Regions from separate parts of the Mus musculus genome. Here region 1 is linked to region 2. A link is a contact called in public Hi-C data. All regions are on one chromosome and are shown on one strand. Each heading gives the region's core, a stretch centred on a gene start, on an enhancer-like site or on the middle of the called end of the contact. The rest is flanking DNA. Distances are from core to core; before and after follow the strand shown. Region 1 holds the start of A330008L17Rik (RIKEN cDNA A330008L17 gene). Region 2 has its middle 22 kb from the start of Gm39231.

Region 1 (4,687 bases), core at 2,142-4,641, 1.6 Mb after region 2:
TCAGTGCTCCACCGAGGAGTTCCAGGAGATGAATGATGTCTTTGCTGCTCTGTTATAAAACACTTTAATCCAGGATACAGGCACCTCCCCTGTAACAGTTGAAACGTATACATCAAGTAAGGTGAGGTAAGAGCTACTCTAAAATGTTCTGCCTTTTAGCCAGATCTAAACTGCATCAGAACATTAATAAATGCATCCTATACACCAGAAGCAAAGTCATGAAGTGCTATGCTACATTTTAGAGTGCAGCGATTTAAACATTTGGAGTCTGGAGGGATTTTAGAGACAATACATGATAATGCAGAATCACTTTTTAAATAACAGTAAGAGTTAGAATTTTTAAAAAATTCTTGGGGTTAAAAGTTTGATAGACAGAATTATACCACAGGTCTTAGTAATTCTTAGCCAATATCTCAGCCAATTTGTGATGGTGAGCACTTGACTTTACTCTCATGCCATAGTCTTTGGAGCAGAATGAAAAGTCTAGGCAGCCTGGAACAATTCTGAATGAAGCCATCCTGGAAGTGGCAGAATGGATCCTCTCTTTTCAGGATTTTTCTCAACTCCTTACCCTCTTCTGAGGCCGGGAATTGGGGGAGGGGAAGAAAAATGAAGAAAGAGAGAAATGTATATATCAAAGATTCAAAGGTCCTGTACGACTCTTGCAGCAGAAAATGACTGTGTCACAAGGAGTTTTCAATCTGCTAAAGCTGACTTAAAGAATGCTGCTATCTCTTTTATTATTTAATGAGGGGGTTAGTCATAGAATTTCAGCCATAGAGGGAAGTGGGTAAACCTATTTGCACAGCGCGATTATGAAGAGCTCTCTTTGATGGGAAAAATGTATGGCTCAGAAAGGAACCTTCAAAGGTGCAAGTCTTCCCAGTAGAAGAAACACACACACACACACACACACACACACACACACACACACACGCACATGCACGAGCACACACACACACATACACACACCCTACACATCCACCCACACTCACACACATTACAGACTAAAGCTCTGCAAAACCGGACACAGGCAGATGAAAGGCTGTATGTAGCCAGGGAGAAATTTCAGTGGTGTTTAGCAGAAACGACAAGGCTCATTTTGCATGCAGTGAAGTACAGCAGCGAGACTGAATGGATGGAAAATCCCACTTTCAAATCTTACATAAATATCTCTTTCGCGCATATAGTTTTCCAGTTGAAATGCTCAAATAATGAAGGTAGAGGTGACAGTCTAGCGAGGGCTTTTAAGCATCCAGATGGCTGTCAAAGTGTTACAAAAGAGGAGAGGAATGTTGAAACGGTCCCAGGCAACCCCAGTTTCTCTATCTGCCTGGCGCTGGTCCCTGATGTGAGAGGATACCGCTCTTGCATACTATCAGAGTTCTTCTCATTCTTTGAAATACAGAGCAAAAAAATAGCTGCTAATCTGGTTAGCAGCTGCGTGGCGCAAAGGGATTGTTGGGACCGTGCCCCCTAAAGAGGAAACTGCTTGCAATCTTCAGAAACCATGGCAAAGTTGAAAAGGCCCCTTCTCCCTCCCAGTTGCTTGGTTATAAGCTCTGCCCTTTAATTGGAGATGAAGTGAGCAGCTGCCAGCCTGATTTTCCATTACAGACTAATGTTGTGCGTTTACGACAATAAACAATTAATGTTGTTTGATTTCTTACGTTTAGCCATCCAAGCTAACAGCTGCCATCTCCGCTCAGGAGGCTAACAGGCTAGTCACTGTCGTGTCTCAAATTGTATGCCTTCAGGCAAGGGGCCACCACCACAAAACTTTGAGAATTTTACAGCATTGGGCAAGGTGAGGTTTTAGTCTTAGGAAGAAGGAAAAAAATCGGAGGAATTGTTGGATACCTGTTGGTATCAGCATCGGAGGCATCACGTTTACCCGGTTTACCAGGCTTGGCTAGAGCCTTAGGAAACCAGGGTAGGTCTCTTATGAACCTGTTACCACGCTGGCGGAACATAGCCAGGAGTCCCTTTCGCCTGCTGTCTGGCAGGGGCGCGGCTGGACCCCCAGGGTTGGCTAAAGCTAAGCACGGAGATCACTGCGAATCTTTATGCACTGTGGGCTCTGGGATAGGGAGAAGTCATTGGGTGCTTGGGAGGGCTGTGGATGCGGGCTCGCTGCTACTGACTGGTCTGTCTGTGGGTCCTAAGCCAGTGCAGAGCAGCATCTTGATGACTACAGAGTGGCTAGGTGGCCCCGGAGCTCCGCAAGTTTGCAGCTGGCACCGCGCCCCCGGGCTGGAACAGACACTTGTGGAAAATCCTGGCGCTGGGGCTTTCGCAGCAGAGCGGTAGCCCTCGGCCCAACCGAGGAGGTCGCCCTCCCACGACTAAGAGGTGGGGACATGCGGAAAACAAGGAACCTGCTCCTCTAGCCTCTCAACGCGCTTTCCTCTCGAGCTCGCTGCCTCCTCTGGGCAGGAGGCGAGTATTTCCCTTTCACCGCACCGACCCCGCAGTGAAGGCGCACCGCTGCAGCAGCGCCTGCCTGCGTCTCCAGGGTGAAACCGACAAGCGACTGCAAAGAAGGAACGGGTGGCGCGGGAACTGGAGGTGGGCAAAATGGGGCTCCGAGAGCAGTTTGCAAAACAGGTTAGGTAGAAGGCAACCCCATCAGCTACAGAAGCAACGAAAGGAGATGCGGCTCGGAGGGTTATCAGTGCTAGCGTTCCTCCATCCCCCAGGTGCGTATGGTGAGTGAGGGCGCGTGGGAATTCCTAAAGGAAGCAATCCCCTCGGCTCTTCCCCGCCCGGAGGCGTACGCGGATAGGGGATAGTACTTACTCAGGTCGGGCTCCGGGATGCGGAAAAGCCTCAAGACTCTGGGTTCATAAATGGCTGGAGGAGCTGAGGGTCAGTTCCCGAGAACAGCTAATGTCCACGAATCCCCGCGCGCAGGGTAATCTCCTCCGGGTCGCGTTCATGCCTCTCAGAGCTGTGGAGCCTGGTGCGGGGATGCGAAGCCGGCGCGCTGGGCTCTGCGTCCACAGCCTAAAAGTACAGCTCCGGTGTTGACGCTCAGGTCTATGCCCAAAGTGACAGTGGCGGAGCTTGGAGGAGGTAGGGAGATTCCAAATCCATCCACTAATTCTGGGCCGAGCGCTCCGGCTTGCGAGCCCGCCTGCCTGCCAAATGTAACTGTGAAGTGATGTGGAAAAGTGAGCCGGGTGCCTCCCCTGACGGATCTCATTGGGCAGAGCTCAGAGGCAGGTCTACCACTTGGAAATTCATGTAAGCAGTCCCCCACCCCGCCCCCTCCCTGCCTTGCCCCTGCGCTCTCCCGCGCTTGGTTTCCACTCCCTTTCCTCCTACCAAGAGTGCGCACAACTTTTCGCTGGTCGCTCACGAGCACGCCCAGCGCGCCTCCGCCGCCGGAGTCACCGGGTGAAGATGAGCCCTTCCAAGCTTTGCGCGCAGCCCGCCGCGCCGCCAAGCTCTTGGATAAAGACTGCTGGCAGATCAGAAAAGGATGCGCAGGAGGTACCCTCCAGCTTTCTCTCTCTAGGTCTCACCTGAGCCCCAAGGCTAACATTATCTTGAAAAGCATCTCAGACGCCCAAAGCTGGTTTCTGTGGAGGGCGAGGATGCGGCAGCGCGTGGACCATTCACCTTTTCCCTCATTCTGAAGACGTCTTGCATAAGGAATTGCATGTTTGCAAGACCACTGCCTGATAAAACTACTGGTTTCATGGGGGTGGGTCGATCAGTCCTAATGCCCTAGGGTTGCTACTCCTTTGGGAGGCGGGGGGGGGGGGGAAGGGACGGAGGGGGGAGATAAGGGACAGTAGAGGCAGTCAAGAGAGATTTGCAGAGAAGTGAATGGGCAGGAAAAGGGTAGAACTTGCTGTGGCCATAAAGAGAGGGTCTGGAAAGCTGTGTCAGAGTGGCTCTGACATGCTGCCCTCCCTCCCCCCTCAGGGGGAGAGTACTGTCCTTGCATCTCCCCTTTTTCTACCAAGTGATGCCCTACCCTTGGATTGCCCAGTCTAATGATAGAATTTCGTAAGCACTCAGTTGTTTTGTTTTTTTTTTAAACAAAACAAATCAAAATCCGCACCCAAGTATAAGCCAATGCATATAGGGGCCACAGACCCATAGACCCAGGTCTCTTTTCTTGTGGCCATCAAGACTAACACGTGGAAATATTCAGCGGCATCGATCTCTGTTTGTCATTTAAACACTGTGAAATACATGACAAATTAAACATCCCTTACCTTTCTTCAAAACTCTCTTCCATGGAAGACAGGGGTTTATCTGTTTTCTGACTCACTAGACTAGACGTGAGCTCTGAAGATGGGTTTTTGACCATCTGGGGACAGAGCTGCAGCAGAAGGGGTGCAGAGGAGCAGACGCACGGGCTGTGGAGCCTGTACTGTCTGACTCGAATTAATGAGACGCAGTGAGCAGAATGGAAAAATAGGCACAATATGCTTATAATACTTATGCAAATTTGGCTTTTTGATGCTGTACCTAACCTCTCACGGTAAAAAGTTGAAGACATTGGCTATCAGGTTATTATCTGTTTGATTCACATTCTCGTTACCCTAAAGAAAGAAACTTGGTAAATTATTTGGGTGGGGGACACTAAAGAAAGAAACTTGGTAAATTATTTGGGTGGGGGACACTAAAGAAAGAAACTTGGTAAATTATTTGGGTGGGGGACAAGGGGTAT
Region 2 (4,547 bases), core at 927-3,426:
ATAGAGATCATTTTGTAATATTCACATTCTATTTGTAAATTCTTCAAGACCTTTCTTCTTCACATACTTGTCTAAATGTAATTGGTAAACAAAATAATATATGTTTAAGACATGCCAAATAATAATTTTATATACTCACACACTGTGAAAAATGACGCAATTAATTAGCACATGTATCACTTTATATGATTATCTTTAAAATGAAAAAATCTTAAAATCTCTTATTTCTGCACATTTAAACTAAACAATAAAAGATGTCAAACTCTCATAATATAAACACTGCTGCACTTTAGTCCCTCAGATATCATTGATCCTAGAACTGAAAATGTGCACATTTTAAATAGGATGAGTTCAAATAAAAAGAAACAAACCGAAAAAGATACATAGTTTCCTTGAGAAGATGTCTAAAAGAACCTCTGTCATGGATATACCTGGGTCAAAAGTGTCAATTTTCCAAGCTTTTGCTTAAAGATAAGGCAAGGATAGGCTTTATCAATCAAATGCGTGGAACTTGATTGAACCCTGAACTCAGGAAAAGACTTACATTTTCTCAAAATAGGATCATTCCATTTAATTTCCTTTCCTTAAATGTAAACCTTTTCCTTTCCTCCCACTGTGTCACCTTTACTAGCCCAATAAATAGGGATATTTTACAATCAGGAAGGAAGATGATCAAGCAATTAGGACACTTAGCTGTCATTAGATGCTGACGCTGCTGCTTCCTGTTATTGCACGCTTCCTATCTCTGCAGATGAGAGATCTGCAAACAGTCACTGCCAGGGAGAACTTTAAGTAAAATCAGATAGAAGCAACTCAAGTCTGGAGACGCTCTGAGCCTTCATGAATAATTCTTGAATAGTGGTGTGAATGCGGCTTGCTCAACTCGCGGGCTCTTTCAAGTTGTTAGTTTCATGTTTTATTTAAGCCCAACATAAATGTTAACGCGGTCCTCATCAGATTCCTTTTATCTAACTTCGAAGACTGATGTGTTGATATTGTAATGTGGGAAGAGGGCCTTGGGGAGAGATACTAAATGCCCATCCAGGTATTCTGTGAGGAGTCATAGGTAAATTTCTTTTTCAGAAACTCAGTTGCACTTATATTAATTAATTAATTAATTAATTTGCTCTCAGAATGCTATCTTGGTACACATACCTGCTGATTAATGTTTAATTTGTTTTCAGATGTTTTAGTGTGATACCTCAGTTCCATGGAGTGAAACATAGGGCAAAATCTTCTTGTGACAACCTTTGTTAAGTCAGTGACTGAAAAAGTGTACATAATGCAAGCTTTAATCAAAGAGAACACCATTAAAAGCTTACCATGTGAGTGTCTTCATCGTGAAATAAATGTATATGGCCATGTTATGATCTTCATTATGAATTTTTTTCATATCCTGTTTCTTTGTTGATTCAATTTGTCAATACTCCTTAAGGTATTTAAGCCTGTGTTCCACTTACAAACTGGAGCACACTTATGTCATTTGTAAATCTTTTTCTTATTGGAAACTGATCTGAGGTAAAATATCCCGTTTCATGGTACTTAGGCCATTTAGCATCTTAGAATACTCTTCTGCTTTTGCATTTCAAAGTTACGAAGAACAAAGACGGTTCATGGTGTCTACTTGAATGAGCTATGCCAAATCATACACCTCACTTAATGGGAAGACCTTTGTAACTTTTCAGTAGGAAAAAAAAAAAAGGATTTTAAATAAAATTAAAAAACCTGAAATGATAGCATTCTTACTAATGTAGCATTAGCATTAATTATCCTAGGGGTTAATTTTTCTAAGGTACTCCAAGCTTCAAACTTATGTCCTAACTGATATGTATACATTTAGAGTTAATTAGAAAATTTTTGGAGTATTTCCCCCAGTGCACATGTTAGTAGATAGCACGTGTAGGATGTTTATTAGGAAGATGGCCAACCCCTATATAAGTTCTATACATGGGGAATGGGTTTTCCTATATTTTGCCAGATCACAACCAGTCAGAAGATGTGGCTTAGTAATTTTGTGCAGAAGAAATCCCTTCATCTAGGAGCCGTTGTTTTCTAGATTATTTACTTTGAGCCATCACATGCATTTCAGCTTTGGCCAAATGCTTGATTCTCTGTACCATGACTTACAATGTGGTTTTCATTTCACTGAACTTTACAAGACTGCAGAAGGATTGGAAATCCAATCTGTCAAACCAGGCCATCTGTCTGTGTGTTCTGAAGCCAGGACGACTGTGCATACTTTGTGTTTCTTTCATTTATTGCATGAGAATTGACCAGTGTCTTCCTATTTCTTTACACTGCTAAGGTAATAAATGTAAAGTAAATTAATTTATCAACCCAATGCTCTGAATCTTGGTTCAATACTATAACCACAAAACTCCTCCTTTTATTATGGTAATGGCAATAATTACAATATCAGGTGCTAACATATAGTAAGGACAAGCTTGTTCTAAAAAGGGTAAAATACTTCCTTTGCATATAACCATCATAACAACTATGTGAATTTGGAAATACTATCATCTGATGTATCCAAACAGGAACAAAGGAAAAATATTTCAGGTTCAGTAATTAAGTGATCCAAAGTCCTTTAATAAGAGCAGCAACCGTACACTGAAATGAGGACCGCTAGGCTTGATTGCAGTTTTTAAGACTGAGGCTACTCTACGACACTATGACTTTACACATCCCACAAAGAACCGCAATTTATTTAAGTTACAGAGAGAGAGAGAGAGAGAGAAGGGAGAGGGAGAGAGAGAGAGAGAGAGAGAGAGAGAGAGAGAGATTTTCAAAACCTTGTGCTTTCAGTCTATTATAATCTCTAATTTTCTGGTAAAATATTTAAAACTGTTTTTTAATTTTTACTTGAATCATAAGACATTTAGTTCATAACACAAAACACAGTGGAAGAGCTGACCCTGGGGAGCAGGAGAGGTTCCTCCCTGTAGCATCTCTCCTGTGCTACTCGGACAGCAGAAATTCCCTTGACCTTTTGGATTAGTGCCCTCATCTTCATAAATAAACATAGTAGACTAAATTGTGTCTAATGTTCTTCCAGCTCTGACCTTCCATTTTTAAATAAAACCCTATCCATTCTATTTATGGAGGGACCAAAGACATACATAAAATAAAATAAAATGACTAAGTTAATCCGTAGATTTGCTAACCTTGTGCTCTCTGAATAGCCTCTCCAGTGCATTGTCTGAGATATCATCCTGTATTCCCCTTCATTCCTGCCTGACACATGTTAATTAGAGAAAAAAAAATACCTATGTGAAAGAGCGCCTCTAGGTCTTCTAATTTTCCACATGACTCCTGAGCAGAAAGAGTTTCTGGACACTTTTAAAATATGCTGCTGTTTGAACCTATTGACCTGGTTTTAAACACTTTATTTTCTATCTTCAGCTTCAGTGTACAATAGGAACACTGTGATAAAAGACGTATGAACTACATTAAGAAATGGAACACTATTCAAGTTCCCACAATAATGTTAGGGCTTACATATAACAAAGTCGTCTAATGCTCAAGTATAGAGGACTGGTTTAAAATGATCAGGAAAATATGCGGAGAGGTTTCTTGGGAATAGGGTGTTCAGAGGGATGTTCATTTTTCAAAATAACAATAAAGTCAGAATGTACCTCCCTATCCCAGGCTAGAATGTCATATATTTAAGAAAAAATTTTATTTGGGGCTGGTATGTAGCATGACATACAAAATGTTCTGACCGCTGTAGCATATGCATAGCTAATCTATGGCTCATGCAACTTTCATAACCCTCTCTGCTGATTCTCTTCTAATATCTCTCTAAAGACATTTGCGGTATCATTCTTCATTTATTTTGCATGCTGCTTTCACCCATTGTGGATAAACAGGAATAAAAATTTCTGGAGGTATGAATAGTTATCTTTGCTGAAGCTTGGTGAGGTTTTAATAAAATATACATGACACCAGTGTCTGGGTATGGGCTTGCAAGTCATACAGCAGCAAGGAAATCTAGAAATAATTATGATCTTTTTTATGATGATCGAGGGATTAGCACCTCGGGAATAAGCAATCTAAGGCAGCATTGCCGCGGTCCCTTATGTGCCCTTGAACCACTGCAAGTGAATTCAAATAGGGACCACATACATTATATTTAAACAAAACTGTTTATTGTTCTGAATTCAGGAGAAAAAAATGAAACCTGAGGGTTTGTTTAAATTTGGTGGGAAAATTGTCAACTTAGTTAATGCATTTTGCTTACACCACCCATAAAACAAAGGTTCCAAAAAGAAAGTCTGGTCTGTCCTGGTAGCTTAACAAGGGTCTTCTCTGCTCATCCATGCCCCATCTTCTTTAACTGTGTTTTGTAGCCACACATCTAAAGCACAACTCTTCATATCACAAGAGTTAAGGCTTCTTCGTTTGTCTGTGCCTGTTTTGTGCTATTAGAAAATATGTCAGGTTCATCTACAAAGCCCAGTCATTTACTCCTTCACGTCTCTAGAGTCTCTCATGCCAAGCTCAAGGTTCTGACATTTGGTGTGTATTTTCTTGATACCTCTTGACAC

The links. A called contact is a pair of places that touch in the nucleus more often than the background predicts.
Region 1: a contact with region 2 is called in a Hi-C map of cerebellum, with 2.0 times the contacts expected there. The contact joins the promoter of A330008L17Rik here to the enhancer-like site in region 2. A contact is called at or near these places in 2 of 39 promoter capture datasets (hippocampal neurons and liver), 1 of 484 Hi-C or Micro-C datasets (cerebellum) and 2 of 115 datasets of contacts at active chromatin or transcription factors (embryonic forebrain and embryonic midbrain).

Annotation. Positions count from the first base shown.
Region 1 is chr8:99,413,283-99,417,969 of GRCm38.p6, forward strand. It overlaps A330008L17Rik (RIKEN cDNA A330008L17 gene), which reads left to right and starts at 3,392. Exons shown (of 5, transcript NR_132435.1): 1 at 3,392-3,495. It overlaps Cdh8 (cadherin 8), which reads right to left and starts at 3,189. Exons shown (of 12, transcript NM_007667.3): 1 at 2,800-3,189.
Region 2 is chr8:97,859,520-97,864,066 of GRCm38.p6, forward strand. No RefSeq gene overlaps it. Among named protein-coding and RNA genes, the nearest start is that of Gm39231, 22 kb to the left of the region's middle. Within about 2 kb of position 2,177, at least 2 of the 459 cell types and tissues checked have an H3K27ac peak or open chromatin away from gene starts, as enhancers often do. A contact at or near this core is called in cerebellum, where this site is marked.